Regions from separate parts of the Mus musculus genome. Here all the other regions are linked to region 3. A link is a contact called in public promoter capture Hi-C data. All regions are on one chromosome and are shown on one strand. The core of a region is the stretch at or near the end of the contact, and the rest is flanking DNA. Distances in the headings are between cores, read along the strand shown.

Region 1 (3,361 bases), core at 175-2,674, 4.7 Mb after region 3:
ACTAGGTGCCCTCTAGTAGTTTATAAGCTCCAAAGTGACTCACAGAAAACACACCCAAGAGTAAAAAATTCATTTCGGAGAGGCTAGCTGTTTAGAATTCATGAAGGCTCTAAGTTACCGATTTGCATGTTTGTTAGGAGGCAGAGATCTGAGGGAATAGAAAGTAAAACAAACAAACAAAACCAAAACAATCTAGGGAATTTTCCTGCCTCCCGACAGATACTCCACTCCGTGTGAAAGTTAGCCCTGCCTAAGGCATCTAGTTGGTTTGGTTTTTGCTCTGCCTTAGGAGAGGTGTCAGCTTAATAACAACGTTAATTATAATAGACAATAAATGATAATTTATGGGCGATCAAGAACCAAGAGGCTGTGGGAGCCTTCATTAAAACCAAAAGCAAACAGTACAACCATAACCTCTAGAAGCACACTTATTAGATATCTATATACCCTCATCAATCTGCAGTTTTTATTGAAAGGTCCCTCCTTTGAACTTTTTATTATGGAAAAAAAATTTCAAGGCACACAAATGCACTCACAATTCTGTAATGCAGTCTCTACTACCCACCGCCCAACTTCAACAAGTCAGCTGTGTAACCAACTAGTTGAATTTAGCTTTTTTTCTTTCCTGAGTCAGATCGATTAAAAAAAAATTATCTCGGTAAGCATCTTGGAATGTTAAGAGCTTGACTGTTTATTGCAAAATACACCGGTGGTACAACTAAGAAGTTCAGGACGCCCTTCTGCACTCCTGGAAACGCTGTTACAGAGTTATGTGACCTCGGATTTTCGGGGTGTGACCAGAGGCGACAGCCTCGGGCCTCGCCTAGACTGAGCTAGAGTTCCTAGGCAGCTGTGGACCCCGGCACGTAACCGAGCACCACAAATGCCACCCACCCAAGCATGCGCAATCCAGACCCCAGAGTTGCTAAGGCCCCGGAAGAAGATAAGAGAGTCGGGATATATTGAGAGCCAATCAGAGGACGCAACAGCCAGTCGGCCAGCCAATCCAGATTCGAGATTAAATCAAGTCCTCAGCAGTCGGCTTGCCCCACCCTTGTCCAATCAGGGAGCCCGCTACTTTGGGCGGACTTTTCAAAACAGCGAAAACAAAACAAATCGGGGGACCTTTAAAAGGTGTGAGGCGTCCAGAAACTGTCTCCTTCCGCTCTCCGATCGGCTCGCTCATCTTTGCTCCCTTCCGGTTCCATTCTGAAATGAGGCTGGAATCCAGATTCCACTCCCTACCATAGATCCTGGCTCCGCAAGGCCAAGAGGAACAGAAGGGGCCAAGAGAGGCTGGGAACTGAGGCTCGGAGCAGGGACTCTTTTTCTCAGATCCACTGGGCGAGCGAGCGAGGATCCCTCCGCGCGCAGTCACGCGCCCCGCCCCTTGGGGGCGTCGCAGACTCAAAACAAAAACAAGGGGTTTGCTCAGCTCCGGAGGCTGCGGCGGAGCCGGGAGGAGGTGGCGGTGCAGGGCGGGCGCTGAGCCCCGCTGAGGAGCAAGATGCAGCCGGGGCTGTGAGGCCGGGCGGCGGCGGGGAGGTCGGATGCGGGTCTCGGGGTGCCGCTGAGGAGGCTGGTCCCTGAGCTCGGAGACGGGTCCGGACGCCCCCGCCGCGCCGGTCCGTGACGCCGGGGCCGACACGGTGAGTGGGCCTCCCGGGTGGCTCTGGGTTTGGTGGCTCCGGGTCTGGATCGCGGTTTGCTTTGATGGTGGAGTCCCCCAGCCGCAGCTGAGGGACTGACAGGGGCTCCAGGGTGTTCTGAGGCTATACGGTGGGTTGACAGCCCCGGGGCTTCGCACCGTTACTGAGCCCAAGTATTAGGCTACTGCTCGCTGCGGGCGTACTGGACTCCCCACTGTCTCCCCAGCATCCCCCAAGCTACTGGGCCGCCCTGTCTCGAGTTGCGGGGCTCGTCAAAGCTGCAGAAGCTGCGGGGGTAGCTTGGAGGTGGGCTCCGCGACGGGCTCCCGGGGCGGGGCTCCGAAGCCGCCTCCTTCCAGTTCTTTGTTCAGTCTCGAGACTCCCCCTCCCTTCTCTCCTATTGTGCAACGCCCCGCCCCAGAACCCGCTTCGGTGGCTTCAGTCTTCCGGTCCCCCGCTTTCCTCTAGGGCCTAGAGTCTAGTTAGAAGTCCCTGCTGTGCTGTCCAGGTGATGCGGACAGTAGGGGACATTACGCTTCTTGGACACTTTTCCTGTACGTCAAACGCTGTCGGCCACAGAGCTGATCAGAACTAGCCCTGGCCAGCGGAGGTGACCGAGATACTGCCCCCCCATGCCACGCCTCCATGTCTTTAGGGGAGGATTCCCCTGAGGCTGGCGGACGTGACCGATCCCCCCCTCACCCGGTTCTGGCTTGCGTGATCTGGGGCGCCCCTAGCTGGAGGGATCGCGGCCAGCTCCTTCTGCTCTCACACCCTACGTATCCGGATTATATTCTTAACCGGCCGCGGTGTATTTGCTGCAGATGAAGGATTTGGGGGCCAAGCACTTGGCAGGTGGCGAAGGGGTTCAGCTTTTCGGATTGTTGAACTTCTACCTGGAACAAGAACAGAGATACCAACCTCGGGAAAAAGGGCTGATCTTGATGGAGGCTACCCCGGAGGTAAATTTGAGAATTGATAGGACTTGGGGGAAGGTGGGAAGGTAACTTTTTGGTTTTCCTCGTACCAAATCAGTACCAAAGGCTAAAAAGTTAAATCCAAAATTGGCCTCACCGTACTAAGAAAAAACGTGAAACGTGAAAGGGTTCTGCTTTTGTTTTTAGTGAATGTGGAAGTTATACCAAGTGTACTGTAGAGGCGTTTCTTCTGGTGGTGGGAAATTCCTAGAGAATATTTCTAATAGGATCTTAGATTGTGTCAGAAAAACCTCATCAAGGAACCCACATTCTGCTGTAACTACCTTGGGTGGGGCAACACTTCACGTTATATTGAGTTGGCTAAAGTTCTGTATTGGATAAATTTTAAAAGTAGTGATTTATCTGAACGTAGTGTGATAGCTTTAGGAGGTCATGTGTACAATGGGGAAAACTAAAGGGAGAGTAGGTTTTGAACCACCTCTATTCCATTCTAAGAAAATAAACTTTGATTCTTGGTTTTTAATTTCAGAATGATAACACTTTGTGTTCAAGACTGAGAAATGCCAAAGTGGAAGATTTAAGAAGTTTAACTAACTTCTTTGGATCTGGCACTGAAACTTTCGTTCTGGCTGTCAATATTTTGGATAGATTCTTGGCCCTTATGAAGGTATTTAATTGCTTTTTATAAAATCCATATTATATTTTATATCTTTATTTTTTGTTAATTTTTATTTTATCTTTTGATACACGGTTTCTCTGTGTAGCTCTGACTGT
Region 2 (3,263 bases), core at 574-3,073, 3.9 Mb after region 3:
TGGCACGGGCAGCAGTGGCTTGACGGAACATAAACTATGGACAGTACATTCATATACGAGCAGCTGAGGATGGAGAGTTTTCTAAGAGTCATACGGATGTCGAGCTCACATAAGCCTAACTTAAATTGGGTCGTACACATCCATTAATTTGTGTTCTGAAAAATTTCAGTGATCTTCAAACAAGCCACAGATTAAAAAAACCAAAAAACCAAAAACCTTCATCATCCTCTTTTTGAAAGTAAAAGATGCCGAGCCTACTTTTTAGAACTCAGTGTTAATTGGTAAATTAAAACTACTCATGGAAAATTTCCCAAAAACCCAGCAAAGAATCCGGGATTCTTTCTACAATTATATATAGAAATACATCCTAATATATTGAGTTAATGCTAGAAAAACATCGTTACAGTTTGAAAAACAAGACAGGTCGCTGCTGTTCGTATAAGACTTGTTTCTCTTGGAAACACAAGGACAATAAGATGAAATCCCAATGAAATATGTATTAAAAAATGAAAAATGACTGCAGGAGTCCAAGAATCCCAGGGAAACGCTTACCTTCTGCTAAAGCTAATGTTTTAAAAAATATTCGGTTCCCAACTTATCATTTGGAAGCTGTGCTCTGTATCATTAAATGAAAATCCAACCAAGGTGCATTCTAATTCTTTAAGGCTTTCCAAAACCCACATCTTTTAAAGCAGCCAAAACTTTAAATATATTTGATTTGATCTTAGGAAATAAACCCCTTTCTTTATTAGACAAGTGCCATTTCTTCCCCCAAACTCTAGGGACATCGGAACATTCTTGGACTCCAGCCCCCATACTCGTTACACACATGACCCCAGTATCTACCTGCACTCGCCAGACTGTTACCAAAATTGAACGGAGTCGCCGAGGTAGTAGAAACACCGAAATTCCCAATATTAAAGTTCACTGCAGGGTTAGCGGTTAATCCGAAACCCCCAAAATTAAACCCACCGGCGGTGGAGTTGGCAGTCTCAAGCCCACCAAATCCTGATAGTCGTGGAGGCAAGAGAAACAAAAATTTGAAAAGGTGAGAGGAGGGAAAGAGAAAAGGAGAAGAAAGAAAGGTAAGAATTACAAGAATCAGCAAGAGGTTTCACAGCGTGAACAAACCTGACCTGCACCGGATCAGGGGAAGAAAGCCAAGGTGCGGACAGACAGAAGGAGCGAAGGGCAGCACGGGCGGGGGCCGAGCATCCCCCCCCCCCGGGCTGGGGAGGGGACAGAGGGAGCTGCGGGCAGCCTGGCTCCAACTTTACCCGTCTGGACCTTGAGGCTGAGACGGACGAGGGGACGCGGGGTCCCGGGAAATGAGAGGGGCGTAGCCTCCGGCCTCTCCTGGGCGGACACCCCAATGGCGGGAAGCACCGCGGCGGCCGAGCCACGCGGGTTGAGCGTGCTGTGCGAGCCCCAGGCTGAGCCTGAGCAGCCCGCGGCCCTCCCACCGCCACCGCCGCCGCCACCACCGCCACCGCCCTCTCCAAATGACTCCAAGGTGTCCCGAGTGCCAGGGCAACCCCGGGACCCCCCAGCCGGACCGATCGGATCGAGGGGGCGGGCCCGAGGCTTTGGTTCCTTGGAGGAAGAAGGTAGGCCCAGGGCTGACTCACCCGCCGGTGCCGCGGTGGCTGTAGAGGTGCCCGAAGTGCCCGAAGGAGCCCCAAAATTGAAAGCCATGTCGCGGGAGCAGCACTTAGATGGCCCCGGGCTCGCGCGGCGCGACGCCCAGTGCCCTCCGCTCTTCTGTCCGGCTGGGAACCGTCAGGCGGTCCGTACCATTAGTTCCGCCTCCTTCCCGGTCTAAGCGGAGCAGGCAGGAACCAAGCAAGGATGGAGTGGGTGGGATGATCGAACGGGAACGCCTACCACCGATCACTTCCGGGGGTGTGTTTGTGGCTTTCACGTGGTGTGGGGCGTCACCACAAAGGGGAAGTGATGAGAAGTTGGACATGGGGTGTTGTATGGTGGCTCTCTGAAGCCACTTTAGAGAAGTGACAGTGTGCAGGGACCGCGTGAAAGTACTGCCCTTACCTCTGAGGAGCGGTCCTTCCCGGAGGAAAGGAGGTTTGAGTAGATAAAGCAGTTGAGAAAGAGGCATTCGAGAGTGATGGAAAGATGATGGCGATGGTGGTAACACGTGTGTTAGCTATGTGGAATGCACGCTAGTAATTGTTTTTGCATATTTTTTTAAACCCCCAGCTGCGTTTCAGACAGTTTACTACTATTGTCATTGACCAAGAAGAAGGGCTGACCTCGATGAAGCAAATGGGCCCACTAACTGGTAAAATCTGTGCCCTGCATCGCACTTCTGGGGAACATTTAATCCTCAACTACACAGAGAAGATTTCTGTCGTTGACTAATTGGCACAGACGAGACAGGAGGACTGAGGATTAGAGTTGCAAAGCAGCATCCCCAAAGTCACTTCGCTGGTTTTTCTCTACTTAGCCCCGATTCTTTTCTCCTTTTAAAAATATTTATTGTACATGGCACTGTGTTACATTAGGACATCTTGATACAAGTTTATGTTGTATTTTGAATATATATTCCTACTCCTAAATTTTCTGTCTTCTCCCTGTCTCTCCCATTAGTTCCCTAGTAATTTTACTTCATTTTCCATGTCATATGATTTATGTGTTTAATTAAACCTAGGAATCATAAATGAATTTTTTTCCTTCTGTGACTGGCTTAATTCACTTAATAATGTTTATCTCCAGTGATATTCAGTTTTGTGCAAATGACAACATAACTTCCTTCTTAGGGCTGAAAACTCTTTTGAGTATATACCATCCTCTGTTTCTGATCCATCCCTCTGTTGTTAGGCAACTAGGTTTGTTAACAATTGTGACTAATGCTTCAGTAGAGATTGATATACATCTATGTGATAGACTAACTTGGAGTCCTTATAGACATAGCTGGGTCATGTGGTAGATCTAATTTTAGTTTTCTCAGGAACCTCTTTGCCCCATTTTGTGTGTGTGTGAGAGAGAGAGAGAGAGCACATGCATGTGTGGGAAGAGTGTATACACACATATGTGCACACGTGCCTGAAGGCCAGAGATTGACATGGGTGTCTTCCTAATTTACTCTTAATTTCTAATACAAGGTCTCTCAATAAATCTAGATCTCATCGCTTATTTGGCAAGACTGTCCAGCCAGCAAGCCCCAGGGGACTCCTGATTCTGCCTGCCCAGTGTTATGGTTATACATGAATGCCACTGTGCTCAGCGTTTGTTTAATTTTAAAT
Region 3 (3,473 bases), core at 959-3,458:
ATGTTCATAGCAGCCTTATTTATAATAGCCAGAAACTGGAAAGAACCCAGATGCCCCTCAACAGAGGAATGGATACAGAAAATGTGGTACATCTACACAATGGAGTACTACTCAGCTATTAAAAAGAATGAATTTATGAAATTCCTAGCCAAATGGATGGACCTGGAGAGCATCATCCTGAGTGAGGTAACACAATCACAAAGGAACTCACACAATATGTACTCACTGATAAGTGGATACTAGCCCAAAACCTAGGATACCCACGATATAAGATACAATTTCCTAAACACATGAAACTCAAGAAAAATGAAGACTGAAGTGTGGACACTATGCCCCTCCTTAGAAGTGGGAACAAAACACCCATGGAAGGAGTTACAGAAACAAAGTTTGGAGCTGAGATGAAAGGATGGACCATGTAGAGACTGCCATATCCAGGGATCCACCCCATAATCAGCATCCAAACGCTGACACCATTGCATATACTAGCAAGATTTTATCGAAAGGACCCAGATGTAGCTGTCTCTTGTGAGACTATGCCGGGGCCTAGCAAACACAGAAGTGGATGCTCACAGTCAGCTAATGGATGGTTCACAGGGCTCCCAATGGAGGAGCTAGAGAAAGTACCCAAGGAGCTAAAGGGATCTTCAACCCTATAGGTGGAACAACATTATGAACTAACCAGTACCCCTGAGCTCTTGACTCTAGCTGCATATGTATCAAAAGATGGCCTAGTCGGCCATCACTGGAAAGAGAGGCCCATTGGACACGCAGACTTTGTGTGCCCCGGTACAGGGGAACGCCAGGGCCAAAGGGGGGGAGTGGGTGGGTAGGGGAGTGGGGGTGGGTGGGTAAGGGGGACTTTTGGTATAGCATTGGAAATGTAAATGAGCTAAATACCTAATAAAAAATGGAAAAAAAAAAAAAAGAAAAAAAAGACAAGACCCCATGTGGTATGCATAATCACGACTTTGTATATCCTTTTAAATAAGGAAGCTGACATAAAAGGTCATACATTTGAGATAGCTTAGGTGGTAGCCCTGTCTACTAAGCTTGACACCAGTTCGATTCTCTTAGACCCATATGTCACTTCTCCCATTTGACTGAGTTTTCTGTTTGGTGTACCCGTGCGCCCTCCTAAACCACAAGGTCTCCTATTTTGGCCTTTATCTCTTTTCCTTTTCCTCTTCTTCCTCTTCCCTCCTCTTTCCTCCTCCCCACTTCTTCTCCCCTTCTCCCTCTCTCCCCTCTCCCTCTTCTTTCTCTTCTCCTCCCCTCCCTTGTTAAATCTATTTTGCTCATTTCCTTCCTTCATTCTCCTCTCTCCTCTCCCCTCCCTCCCTTGTTAAATCTATTTTGCTCATTTCCTTCCTTTATTCTCCCCTCCCCTCCCCCCCCCCATCTCTGCCTAAAACGCTGCCACGGAAGTTTGGTGCTTGATCAATGTTGAAGAACACAACAATGAATAATCATTAAATGTTGCAACCCAATTCTATACATAGGAGGCTGTCCGCGGCTGACAGCCTCACAGTTTTCCAGAACGTCTAGAAAAGCGAAGCTATTCCAGTAGAAGGACACCGCGCGTCTTTTACTCTTCCCGGTTACATCGTCCCCAAAAAACCCCGAAGTCCTCTCTCGGGTCGCCTAAAAGCAGAGACTCGCCGCGCGGGGCCCGGAAACGCGGCGCCTACGGTAGCAACTCCCAGGCAAAAACAGAGAAAAGCACCAATCCGGGAGGCTGAGGCTGACAACATGGCGAGTCCCGGCTTCAGAAGTCAAGACAGACAAAAAACAAAACTAAACAAAACACAAACAAAACCCTGACTAACTTCCACTCTGGCAAACGGAGAACACGAAACCGTGAGCTGGGCAACTATCTAGCGTGGCCCAGTGGGCGCCCTGCCGACGCGTGGGAACGTAGATGCCCCGCGCCCTCTGTCGGCCGCGGGCTGTCTCGCGGCGTCCCTGGCGGGATTCCGGCTTCACGCCGGAAGTCACCAGAGAGAGAGAGAGCTCGGAAGTAGCCACAAAAGGATCCGCGGAACGGAAATATCCTTGGCCTAGCGTTCCTACCCGGAAGTTTTCATTCGCCGGAACCGACTGGTTTTTAAAAAGACACGGCGGCGGGATTACGCTGGGGGGGGGGGGGGGAGCGGAAGTTTAGGCGCGCGCGCTGCGCGGAGAGCACCCTGGGAGCGGAAGGAAACAGGCCTTTCCCAGACTCTCTGCTCCGGTGGTCACCGACTTGGGTTCGCGGAGCGTGCTGGTGCTGAAAGCCTCCGCTTGCCGGCATCATTCTGGGCGGAGGTCAGAAGTGGCGGAAATCGCGGCGTCGCTTGGGAACCCGGGACCGCTGGTGAGCCATGGTGAAGAAATCACGGCGGCGTGGAGCGGCTCAGTGGGCCGCCGTGCGGGCCCAGGCAGGTCTCACCGCCACGGACGAAAATGAGGACGACTTGGGGTTGCCGCCCTCTCCAGGGGACTCCAGCTACTACCAAGACCAGGTAGATGAGTTCCATGAAGCGCGATCTCGGGCAGTCCTGGCCAAGGGCTGGAACGAAGTCGAGAGTGGGGAGGAGGATGGCGATGAGGAGGAAGAGGTGCTACCTCTAGATATTGATGATGGAGATGACGAAGATGGAGAGAGTTCGGAGGAGGAGGAGGTTGGAGAGGATGATGACGGCGGAAGCTCCGTGCAGAGTGAGGCTGAGGCCTCTGTGGACCCTAGCTTGTCCTGGGGTCAGAGAAAAAAGCTTTATTACGATACGGACTATGGTTCCAAATCCCGAGGCCGTCAGAGTCAGCAAGAAGTAGAAGAGGAGGAAAGAGAAGAAGAGGAGGAGGCACAGATAATTCAGCGGCGCTTGGCCCAAGCCCTGCAAGAGGATGATTTTGGAGTCGCTTGGGTGGAGGCCTTTGCAAAGCCGGTGCCCCAGGTAGACGAAGCTGAGACAAGGGTTGTGAAGGATTTGGCTAAAGTCTCGGTAAAAGAGAAGCTGAAAATGTTGAAGAAAGAATCACCAGAGCTCTTAGAGCTCATAGAAGACCTCCAAGCCAAGTTGACAGAGGTGAAGGATGAGTTAGAACCCTTGTTACAGTTGGTGGAGAAAGGGGTCATTCCAACTGGAAGAGGAAGCGAATACCTGAAGACTAAGTATAATCTCTACTTGAACTATTGCGCCAACATTAGCTTTTATTTGATCTTAAAAGCCCGGAGAGTCCCTGCACATGGACATCCTGTTATAGAAAGGCTTGTTACCTACAGAAATCTGATCAACAAGCTGTCGGTTGTGGATCAGAAACTGTCCTCTGAAATCCGTCACCTCCTCACAGCCAAGGATGGTGCTGTAAAGAAAGAAATGACTCCAAAAGCAAAATTAACCAAAACCAAGCCCAAGTCTGTAAAGCAGGCTGCTGCTGTTGCCCTGACTGATGAGCCTGATTTTGATGGGGCTGCTCTCAAGTACTATAAGGAA
Region 4 (3,647 bases), core at 290-2,789, 3.4 Mb after region 3:
CTCTAGCATGCAATCATCACATGGTTTATAAAAGAGGGACTTTCCCTGTTGGCAGAGAAGGCTGAACCTAGAGACTCTCTGGTGAGGCCAGTACTCTAGCAATGACCTATATATACCCCCAGCCCCACCTCCTTTTTTTTTTTTTCTTATTTGCATTAGCATCTCCTGGCTGGTATTCCTTCTGCCTCTGCTTCACAAATAGCTGGAAGTATGCATCTCCTGGAGCTACAGGCCTTTACCACTAAGACCAGCTTCCAAACTTGTATATTTTATATGCAAGCTCTTTAAAAAGTAGCTTGCTCCAAATTACACAGCAAGTTAAGGACAATCTAAACTATGAAGGGAAAGCTATAGGATTCCAAGAGTCAAAGTTTCTTCTCAGTGGGAGGCGACTTCTGAAGACTGAAGCCAAGGCCTTCAGCATTATAAACTCAATTCTAAGGCTGAGTTATAACCCCAGCTCAAATCTCAGGCTTTCTCAACAAAATATTAAAACTGCTTCTTAAAAAAAAAAATCAGGTAAGTCTTAACTGTGTGAGAGTCATTTTTAAAAACTCTAGATGACTAGAACGTCTCAAGCAGGAAAAATGACAGCATATATGTATTAGGCACTCCTCCAATATCCAACTTAATGGCAATCACCCAACTCTCACTTCACACAGACATTTTCTCCTGGACAGGTCTGGGCATATTCCTAGACAAAAAAATGAAGCTGACAAGCCATACTATAAACTTCCTACACGTACAGAAATTATATTCTGATTCTTCCCTTGCTTATGCTTTCATCACTGCATCATACGCACTTGACAGAAATGCCAAGGCCCTTTCACTTCCTCATTCTACTGTCAACCGCAAATGACGGATAAACCCACAAGGGAGGTGAATTTAAGCAAGGGCCAAGTCTTTACAAACAAGAACTTGGCTTGCAGCGGCGATCGAGTACAGAGCTCCTGCTCGCCTTGCCAAAACGTTTCCTGCAAGGAGAGCCCAACTCCAGATGGCAGGTATCCTGACAAGCAGCTCGGTCTGAAGCTTCTGCCCAACCTGCCCTTGCCAGACCCGACCGCAGCTCATCGAGGAGGTACCCTCTAAAGTCGTCACCTTGAGGAGACAAGCTCTGTCATAGTGCTCGCAGCCCCGCGGCCCCTGCGCCAGGTTGCGGACGCCATCTTCCCGCGCCGTCGCCGCCATCTCCTCCTCCTCCTCCTCCACCACCTCCCCCTCACCAGCCACTGAACCTTTCCCCCAGCTTGGAAGCCACGCCTTAAGGAAGCAGAGTCGGTCGGACACCCGCTCCTCCTCGGAGCAGCGGCCACCAGAGTCAGGAAGGGGGGGTCCAATCACGTGATCTGCAGCATCCGGATTTCCGGTCCCTGGTGTAAGGGGTGGAAGCCAAGTGAGACGCTTAGTCCGTCGTCCACGTTAGTCGCTGTCGTCACTGCTAATGGTAGTAAGTCTTAGGTTGGCTCTTTTTCCCCGCCCCGGCATCGCTGCCAGCCCTGATTGCGGGCGAAGGGGACCGCTGCGTCGTCTGGCGGGCGCTGCTGCGAGCCGCCGGCGCCGGTGAGGAGCGGCCCCTCCCGCGGCTGCTCCGAAAGGGGGCGGGGCTCGGCGGCTGCGCGCGCAGGTCCGAGTGCCGGCGGCTGTCCCGGTCTCCTTTTTTCCCTGCGCCCCCTTTAGAAAATATTGTGCTGTCACCCACCCAGGACTTAAGAACGCAAAGTGAAAAACAAGTAGCCACGCCACGCCCCCGTGGAACTCACAAATGGGGAGGGGGAGAACGCCACGGCATTAGATGAGGTCACAACTTCCACACTGGAAGGACAGTCCTGTGTGGTGTCCCTGGGGAAGGAGACGCTCGAGCTGAAAGTTGAATGGCAAACAGTACGCCAGCAGGAGTTAGTGTGTACCAGACCTGTGGGAGAGAAAAATCTGGCCCGTAAGAACATGAGAGAAATAAAGAAGCCTGCAGAGTTTGAATCTCAGACCTCAAGGTGCATAACTTTATGTCCACTCTTACAAAATACCAAGACTTAGAGCATTTTATCAGCAAAACTTCAGGTGTTGGGATCTGGGAGAAGGGAGGCAATTGTCCGGGAGGAGATGCCTTTAGCTTAGCCCTGGAGTTACTAACTCGTTTTAATTCTCTTCCAGTTGTGTTAGGAGTTGCTAAAAACATGGTGAAAGGTTGCTCGGCCATTGGATGTGCCTCTCGCTGTTTACCAAATTCCAAGTTAAAAGGACTGACATTTCATGTGTAAGACTTTGCTGTACTCAAGCCAGATACTTTTAACTTTTTACTAAAAATGATTCTACCAGAGTCTGCAGTTACAAGCTTTTGTTCCCAGTCTTTTTAAAATAACCTTGTTAAATTTGAACTGACAATGGTCCCTTTATAATGTGCAAGTTTCAAGTGCCAAGGAATGAAAGACCAGATAGCACCCCCACCAAAAATAAAATACCCCCACGCACAAATTGTCAGGCTCGTCTTTGCTAATGTTTGCATTCTAACTGTGTTACGGTCTCTACTGTTCATATGTCGATCATCATCTAACTGAGGGCTCTGTTCAAATACCCATACCTTCTTTTTAGAAATAGATGAGGTGGAGTGGTTCACTGTAAACTACATGTTCAGATCAAGGATTATTTAGCTGTGTGAGTTTGAGGATTCTAATTTAGTGTTTAGCCATTCCTGTGACACCCTAGGAAGGGTCTAATAGGATTTAATAAGCATACTTAGGATGTTCGCAGCTTTTGTGAAGCACTGTTATTACTAGGGAAAGATCTAGTTACTTTACTAGGCAGGGAAATAAAAAGAACCTATGTGCTACCATGTCCCAAAACAATATTGAACTAGCTTAGAAATGTTGAGAAGTCTGATTATTGCCTCCTGTATATGTCAAAGTAATTGTAGCTCCAGAACCGTAGACGTGCCAGCTGTTCTCCGCATGAGTTCATAAGGCATTTATAGACCTGCTATGTATGAGTTGCTATACAAGTTATTTTCAGGTTTGACAGAAAGGAGGAAGTATAAGAGGCCCTCCTATTCATTGAAGACAAATTCTAGGTATCACCTCAGAAAGGGAAAGGCCAAAGGTATTCTTCAACCGCTGTAGAGAAAGAAAAACCTTTAATTGCAAATCTTGCTACAGGCTAAATGTCCACTGAAACATTCATATGCTACTATAAAAATTTAAGGGCTGGTGAGATGGCTCAGTGGGTAAGAGCACCCGACTGCTCTTCCAAAGGTCCGGAGTTCAAATCCCAGCAACCACATGGTGGTTCACAACCATCCGTAACGAGATCTGACTCCCTCTTCTGGAGTGTCTGAAGACAGCTACAGTGTACTTACATATAATTAAAAAAAAATTTAAATAAAAGCCATATGTATGAAGAATGATTGGCAGAAAAATCTAGATATTAAAACTGAGCTATGAGGCCAACAGAATGTCTTAGCAGGTAAAGGTAGTTATCACAAAGCCTAATATATGTATGTATATATATATATATATATATACACATACACACACATATATAGCTTTAAAATATATTCTTACTGTTTTGTAGATTCCCCACAGATGAAAACATCAAAAGAAAGTGGGTATTAGCCATGAAAAGACTAGATGTGAATACTGCAAGCATTTGGA

Evidence for each region. Promoter capture Hi-C pulls out the DNA fragments that hold promoters and counts their contacts.
Region 1: a promoter capture Hi-C map of pre-B cells shows a contact between it and region 3. The contact joins the promoter of Ccng2 here to the promoter of Utp3 in region 3. A contact is called at or near these places in 3 of 39 promoter capture datasets (cranial neural crest, pre-B cells and second pharyngeal arch cranial neural crest).
Region 2: a contact with region 3 is called in a promoter capture Hi-C map of frontonasal cranial neural crest. The contact joins the promoter of Nup54 here to the promoter of Utp3 in region 3.
Region 4: a contact with region 3 is called in a promoter capture Hi-C map of pre-B cells, with 2.8 times the contacts expected there. The contact joins the promoter of Rchy1 here to the promoter of Utp3 in region 3. A contact is called at or near these places in 2 of 39 promoter capture datasets (liver and pre-B cells) and 1 of 115 datasets of contacts at active chromatin or transcription factors (astrocytes).

What each region holds. Positions count from the first base shown.
Region 1 is chr5:93,266,149-93,269,509 of GRCm38.p6, forward strand. It overlaps Ccng2 (cyclin G2), which reads left to right and starts at 1,425. Exons shown (of 8, transcript NM_007635.4): 1 at 1,425-1,649; 2 at 2,474-2,611; 3 at 3,117-3,254. The coding sequence starts at 2,474.
Region 2 is chr5:92,433,376-92,436,638 of GRCm38.p6, forward strand. It overlaps Nup54 (nucleoporin 54), which reads right to left and starts at 1,824. Exons shown (of 13, transcript NM_001359995.1): 1 at 1,629-1,824; 2 at 847-1,008. The coding sequence starts at 1,695. Gm42114 (a long non-coding RNA gene) reads left to right here and starts at 1,236. Exons shown (of 2, transcript XR_880431.3): 1 at 1,236-1,607; 2 at 2,218-2,694.
Region 3 is chr5:88,552,254-88,555,726 of GRCm38.p6, forward strand. Utp3 (UTP3 small subunit processome component) reads left to right here and starts at 2,209. Exons shown (of 1, transcript NM_023054.2): 1 at 2,209-3,473. The coding sequence starts at 2,361.
Region 4 is chr5:91,961,529-91,965,175 of GRCm38.p6, forward strand. Rchy1 (ring finger and CHY zinc finger domain containing 1) reads right to left here and starts at 1,540. Exons shown (of 9, transcript NM_026557.4): 1 at 1,102-1,540. The coding sequence starts at 1,191. It also overlaps the pseudogene Thap6.